Regions from separate parts of the Sus scrofa genome. Here region 1 is linked to region 2. The links are chromatin contacts, called in public Hi-C maps. All regions are on one chromosome and are shown on one strand. Each heading gives the region's core, a stretch centred on a gene start, on an enhancer-like site or on the middle of the called end of the contact. The rest is flanking DNA. Distances are from core to core; before and after follow the strand shown.

Region 1 (3,217 bases), core at 113-2,612, 85 kb after region 2:
TTTTATGACATATTCTTCTAGACTTTTATATTTTCTTCCCTCTCCCTACCGCACACAGAGTGAGAGGAGAGAGAGGGGAGAAAGATGATAAAATGTTAAAGGATGGGGTATAAATGTCATGAAAAAAGGAGTTCCCGTCACGGTGCAGTGGAAACAAATCTGACTAGGAACCATGAGGTTGTGGGTTTGATCCCTGCTGTCGCTCAGTGGGTTAAGGATCTGGCGTTGCTGTGAGCTGTGGTGTAGGTCACAGACACGGCTGGGATCTGGTGTTGCTGTGGCTGTGGCGTAGGCTGGTAGCTGTAGCTCTGATTCGATCCCTAGCCTGGGAACCTCCATATGCCGTGGGTGTGGCCCTAAAAAAGAGACCAAAAAAAAGTCAAGAAAAAGAATTGCAAATGACAAATAAATATATGAAAAAGTTTTCACTAGTAATCAAATCAATAAAGTTGAAATGATATAATGATTTAATCTATCACATTGAAAAGATTTATAAGATCTTTTAAGTCCCCTGGGAGGAAGGAATGGAGGGACCAGCACTCTTACAGGAGCCCATGAGTGTAAATTGGTAGCTTTTCTCCTGTGTTCTGTCACTGTGTCTCAGCAGTTTGCATTTCCAACAATTCTAGTTCTAGGAATTTAAGTGGTTGAAGTTGAAAAAAATGTTTGTTTGGGGGAAAATCTGAAGGAATCTAGGTATCTGCCAATGGGAGTTGAAAATAAAGTATAAGTGTTCCATATAAACAATGGAAATACTGCACAGAAATGAAAACTAATGATGTATACTGACACTTATTAATATGAAAATATGTGAATAAAGATGGTTTATATGAAACTATATAGTCCAATCCCATTTTTATTTAAAAAACAATTGCTTTTGGAGTTCCCTGGTGGTCTATTAGGTTAAGGATGCAGTGTTGTCACTGCCGTGACTCAGGCTGATCCCTGGCCCAGGAACTTCTGCATGCCATGGGCATGCCCCCCCTAAAAAAAATCACTTTTGAACTTGTAAATACAGAGAAAAAAAATCTTAAAAAATCGAAGCCAATATGTTAGTAGTGGTAATCTCTGAGTTGTGGAATTAAGAGGGATTTTAATATATATTTTGATGATCATATATTTTATAAGCATGTACTACTTTTATAGTAAGATAAAAACATAATGACGTGTATTTTGAAAAATGTTATTAAATAGCCTGTGTCAGAGATCAAAATATAAATAGAAGCAGGTTAATCTTTGGCCTAATCAGTCAAAACCTGCAAAAAGTTTGGCCATTCAGAGGGTGGGGAGAAGGGAGAGCAGAGGCTAAGGAGAGGACTGACATTGACCAAATGGACGCTGTGGGCCAGATGCTCCACAGCAGCTGCTGGGAGCCGAGAGCACAAGTGTGAAGCAACACAACACGGTATTTGGATCTGGCATCCAGCAGCTGCTATACAGAAAACCTCTTTTTTGAAAGATTGTCAAGCCCACAGCACAAATGGCATATTCCACGCAATTGTATAAAAATGCTGAGAAATGGCTCCCTAAATGCCTACTTTCTGCCAGGCTCTGTTACATACGATAGATATATCTAGCAGCAAGGTTGCTGGTTGTTAAATTATGGGCCTTTTGCTAAAAAAAGGATGTGGCTAGAGGTTGCCAGCTGTCCCTCTCAAAGCTGAGCAGCTCTTAGCCCTGTTAACTTCAGTTAATTCTAGGTCTGCTCCACCTTCACCATCAGCAGGCCTTCTCCCCACCATCCATCCAGTGCTCTGAAAGCCCAGAAGGAAATTCGCTTCTCCCCACCAAAATGCCCGTGTGCCATTGTGTGAAACTCAGGGATTGTGCATTATGCTTTAGGTGAGATGATTTAGTTACATTCTCCTAAAGCACTTATGTAGGAGATATTTTCCTGTAGGTTCATGGGTTGAGTTGGGTTCATGGGGCAAAAAACAGAATGTTCAAAACCAGTGATTTGAGCTCTTCACAGATAAAGCACCCCTATTAAATTCAGAAGCAGACAAATATCTCAGCCCTGTTAGCAAACCTTTCAGTAACTTATAAGAGTTCCAGAAATGCAACTCATAGGAAAAGAAAGTGTTTATTTAGTTAACAAGACTGTTTCCCCTGGATGAGTGGCTCCTACCTGTCTCAGACTCTTCTACTAATTCTGGTTATTAAAGGGTTGACCAGATGTCAGAAGGAATGGGCGAATGTGGATCCCCTCTCCCAGGAACTCTGCCTCTTCATCATTCTCATTTAAAAGGCTACTAACTGGTTATTTTCATTCTCCTTCCTTTCCTCCTAAAAACAGCCCTTAGTCACTCATTTAGCCATGCACATATTGCTGAGGGGACCCACTGGCAGAAGATCCCATTTCATGATCATTGTCCTCTATTTCTTGTAGAGTCCTGGACTTTGGCTAAAATCCGATAAACTAAGCTCAGATGTGGGTATTGCATCAGAGTTCTTTTCGCAAGTATCTTCAGTTTGAGAACAAACATCTAACTAAAAATGAATGTTTTCATTTCTCTTCCAAAATGATCATCCCAGCATAGGGATGGGCAAACTTCATGGTTCTTATTCTCTTGTGGGTGTTATCAAGAAGGTGATAAAAAGGCCTGTTTATTCCCCTTTGGAGCTATTCATAATTTTTAAGTAATGCTGTACAATAATAATCTTAAGAGCAGACTTCCTGGCATAACTTACATTAGACTCTTTTGATAGCCGTGCCTGACATCTCCATATTTATCTTCTTTTAGAACATTTTGGGCGGGCGAGGGCATGAGGCAAAGGTCATGGGTCCTTTTCAGAGGCCTTTTTGATGTAATGTTCCTTGTAGTGATGGTGAAAAAGCACACACCATTACTTTCGTAAGCAAATTACATGATTGAAGATGGCTCTACTGGGGCCAAAAATGTAGCTACTGCTGTGGTGTGGTAAGAAAAGTCTGCACTAGTCAGACCTTGGCCTTTTGGGCTGACAGAGCACATCTGAGAGGGTTAACAGCATCCTTCTGTATCCTCACAGATGCTGATGCGGAGATTGAAGGAGCTCCAGCCTCTCCCTTGGACGTGGTGTGCTTGGATGCCAATAAAGATTACATCATCATCTCTTGGAAACAGCCAGCTGTGGATGGAGGGAGTCCTATTCTGGGATATTTCATCGATAAGTTAGTGCTTAGTCTAAGTTCAGTAAAGATGCATGCTTGCTGTCTCCCACCACTTCTAGGTGA
Region 2 (3,411 bases), core at 278-2,777:
GGAGAAATGGAAAATAAAGATCCTCACACCAAGGGCAACCAGAAGATTTTTTTCAGAATTTCTAGATACTCTGGTTTCATTTGTAAAATGGGATTAATCCCATTACAAATTAATCAACATTACACTATATTACTCTAGTTAGAATCCTAGATTCCAGCATTTATAGTGGTAATAAGTGTAAACTGAGCTGAAGACTTTTTCTACTACAGAACACTCAAATTGACCAGTATTCTGGAAACATGTTCTTTAAGGAAAAACTCTCATTTCAGAAAACACCTCCTAGTACGACAGCACAGTGTCTGCTTTCCGAGTCCAGACCAAATCTACTGATTTGTCTCATTTAAACAATAAACCTTTTTCCAAGCTAAATAGATATATAACTTTTTGGTGCCAACCACAGTTTTTTAAAAGTACATTTTCAGGGTGGTGCTTCCGTTCCAACTAAACCAAGTTTTCAATTCCTTTGCAAACTTCCGGTTAAAGGTAGGAACAGTTCCCTTAGACTGCCACACCCAAAAAGTTCTCAGCACTTGACAAAGGCAATTCTTTGTCGGGGTTCACTGAGAGTAAAGCCTCACTTTTGAAAATAAAAAGCTCTCTGGTCAAGTTTTATCGAATGCCTTCCAGAACATGAAACAAACAGCAATAATTTTAAGAAATACTCACTTTCTTCACCTTTAGATATAAAACTTTGTGCGCTGAAGTTAAAATCTCACCTGAACGCTTATTTCTACTCCAAGTTCTGTAAAGAACTGACATACTCTTTGATAAACCAATTCAACTACTATAAAAAGAAACACTTTGGGAAACTGATATAACCCCAAGTCTCCACCCAAAAGGAATGTGGTGGTGTATTATGGAATTTTTCTGAAGCCGCAAATTAAACACCAAACCTCCCTTTGCCCAAATATCACTTAAAACAAAGTTCTAATTACAGAATGGACACTGAGCTGAGGAAGATGCTAATTTGAGGTGGTTATTCCAACTAAACGTAGCCACACAGCTGCAACAACAGCTGCAGCGGGGAGGTGCGCCGGAGTGGTGGTGGGGGAGGCAATGGGCTACAGTTTTTGCGCAAACTCTTGAATCCGGCAAGTTTACGTTAGAAACTAAACTTAGTCCCAGAGTCAGATCCGCGGGGCTCGGGTTTCCCAGGCCGGCTGTCGCCCAAGCTCGCGGCGCCAGCAGGCTAAGCCACATTTCCTGACCTCCAAGTCTGGCAAAATTGGCATCTGGGCCGTTTCCGGCCCCCGGCTTTTGATACTGGAGCTGGCCCTTGGGCTCGAAACCCACGAAGCGGCTGGTACATCTGCCCAGGTGCGCTCCCGGTACCACGGAAGCACCGCTGCTCATCAGCCGCCCCACGGGTATGCGGCCAGAATGAGCCCCAAGCACCACTCACCCTGCTCAGCCGCAAGAATCCGATTGCTTCGGGTACCCCCTCGCTGCCTCGGCTGCCGCTACTAACTCGCTTCCAATACCAGAGCCGCTACAATCCAACACTTCCGGCCTCCGCCTAGCGAACCGGAAGGAAGTCGAGTCACCATTCTGGGCTAACACTGTGAGCCTGGGTTAACGGAAGGGCGACGGGGCAGGGGTGTTGCCAGTATGCTCCAAGGGCGTAATTTTGACCGACTGCATTGCAAGAAAGTATCAATTGGGCAGCCTAGCACATAGAAAAACGTTAAATGGTTCATTGGGACTAATGACTAAGTTTTAGTCTTTTTTATACCCCCTTTTACAAAGTAAGCTTTTCTTTCCCCCCTTTTCTGTTGGCAAATGGGTGAGTCTCTCCTGTGGGTTTGCCCCTCCGCACATTCCAAAGCCCGGCTAGGGGCGGGGCTCGGCAGCCGAAGTCCTTGTAGGGAAATCGCGGAGATATTTCGCGGCTCACGTGAGTGGCCTTCGCCCCGCCTCCGAGTGCCCGGCCCCTGGCGCCGAGCAGTCCTGCGCCTGCGCCTGGGGCTCGCCTCAGGTTGACCTGGGAGTTTTTGGTTCTCCTGAGGGTCCAGCACGGCTAGCGTACCTCAAGATGAGGCCTTTAGGCGAGAGATTTGATTTCTGTGTACCATGTTATTTTATAAAGGGTCGCGCCCCTCCGTCAGGAGCAAACATTGTGAAGTCCCGGGGGCCCCCAGCGAAGCGGCCACTATCTCTGCCCCAGAAGGATCTCCTCAGGCCAAGGCAGGCGGAAGACTTATTCCCTCTTCAGAAAGTTTGGGGTTCTGTTTCCCACCGGAGCTTCTTGAGTCCCCGACAACAGGGAGAACCTGTCTCCATCGGGCTCTGAGGGAAGACCCGCGACCCACAGCGTGGAGCTTCCTAACCACGCCCATGCCTCTCAGGGTGCCTGGTGAAAAGAGTAAGAAGTCTGGCCTATAGTTTCTCAGTTCTCCTTTCCCAACACAGCTTCAGACACTGCGTCGCCCAATTCTGCCCTCCTCTGTCCAGTCTGGCAAGTGCGGCGACGAAGGAGTGGGCTGGAGCCCATGACACTCCAGGTCACCCCAAAGCCGGGCTTGGGAGCCTGGTCTGGCTCACCAGGCCAGAGCAGTTCTGAGGCTTGGGGTCCCCTCGAAAGCCGCTCTCACCCTGCTGACAAGAAAGGTAAAAGCTGCAGAGTAATGCACTCGGGATGTGATTAAGCTACACCTTCAAAGACCTCAGGAGCATTTCCTCTGTTTTGTTTTGTTTTTGTCTTTTTAGGTCCGCACCTGCAGCAGATGGAAGTTCCCAGGCTAGGAGTCAAATTGAAGCTGCAGCTCTTGGCCTACACCACAGCCACAGCCACACCAGATCCGAGATGCGTCTGCCATCCGAGCTACACCACAACTCATGGCAAGGCAGGGCCCTTAACCCACTGAATGGGGGCCAGGATGAACCTGCATCCTCATGAGTACTAGCTGGGTTCTAAACCGCTGAACCTTGGGAACACCAGTCTCTTAACCAATAATATATTCCAAAGTTCACTTAGAGGCCAAGTCACTGAAAAATAAGTAGCTCTCCTAATTCTCCAGAATAATTGAAACAAAGATGATTAGTTTACTAAACAGCTTTAATAGTGAGAATCCTTTGGAAGGGGGTGGCTACTATCTAAAAATACAAAATATTGGGTACTCCCATCTCGAACCTGCTGAATCAGAATCTTCTAGAGCAGGAGTTCCCGTCATGGCTCAGTGGTTATGAATCTGACTAGGAACCATGAGGTTGAGGGTTTGATCTCTGCCCTCGCTCAGTGGGTTAAGGATTTGGTGTTGCTGTGTCTGTGGCCAGCAGCTATAGCTCTGATTGGACCCCTAGCCTGGGAACCTCCGTATACCGCGAGTGTGGCCCTAAAAAGACAAAAATTAAAAAAAAAAAAAAAATCTAGGGCAGCTTCTGGGTAGCTGTCAATTTAACAGGGGTCCTAAG

Evidence for each region. Hi-C and Micro-C count contacts between places; a contact is called where the count stands out from the background.
Region 1: a Hi-C map of retroperitoneal adipose tissue shows a contact between it and region 2, with 2.5 times the contacts expected there. The contact joins the enhancer-like site here to the promoter of LOC733637 in region 2. A contact is called at or near these places in 2 of 5 promoter capture datasets (liver and skeletal muscle), 20 of 47 Hi-C or Micro-C datasets (adipocytes, alveolar macrophages, embryonic fibroblasts and 11 more) and 2 of 2 datasets of contacts at active chromatin or transcription factors (alveolar macrophages and skeletal muscle).

The regions. Positions count from the first base shown.
Region 1 is chr6:103,508,664-103,511,880 of Sscrofa11.1, forward strand. It overlaps MYOM1 (myomesin-1), which reads left to right. Exons shown (of 37, transcript XM_005665300.3): 11 at 3,013-3,154. Among named protein-coding and RNA genes, the nearest start is that of MYOM1, 59 kb to the left of the region's middle. Within about 2 kb of position 1,363, at least 8 of the 83 cell types and tissues checked have an H3K27ac peak or open chromatin away from gene starts, as enhancers often do. A contact at or near this core is called in fetal skeletal muscle, liver, mesenteric adipose tissue and 2 more, where this site is marked.
Region 2 is chr6:103,423,263-103,426,673 of Sscrofa11.1, forward strand. It overlaps LOC733637 (myosin regulatory light chain 2 protein), which reads right to left and starts at 1,528. Exons shown (of 4, transcript NM_001244251.2): 1 at 1,403-1,528.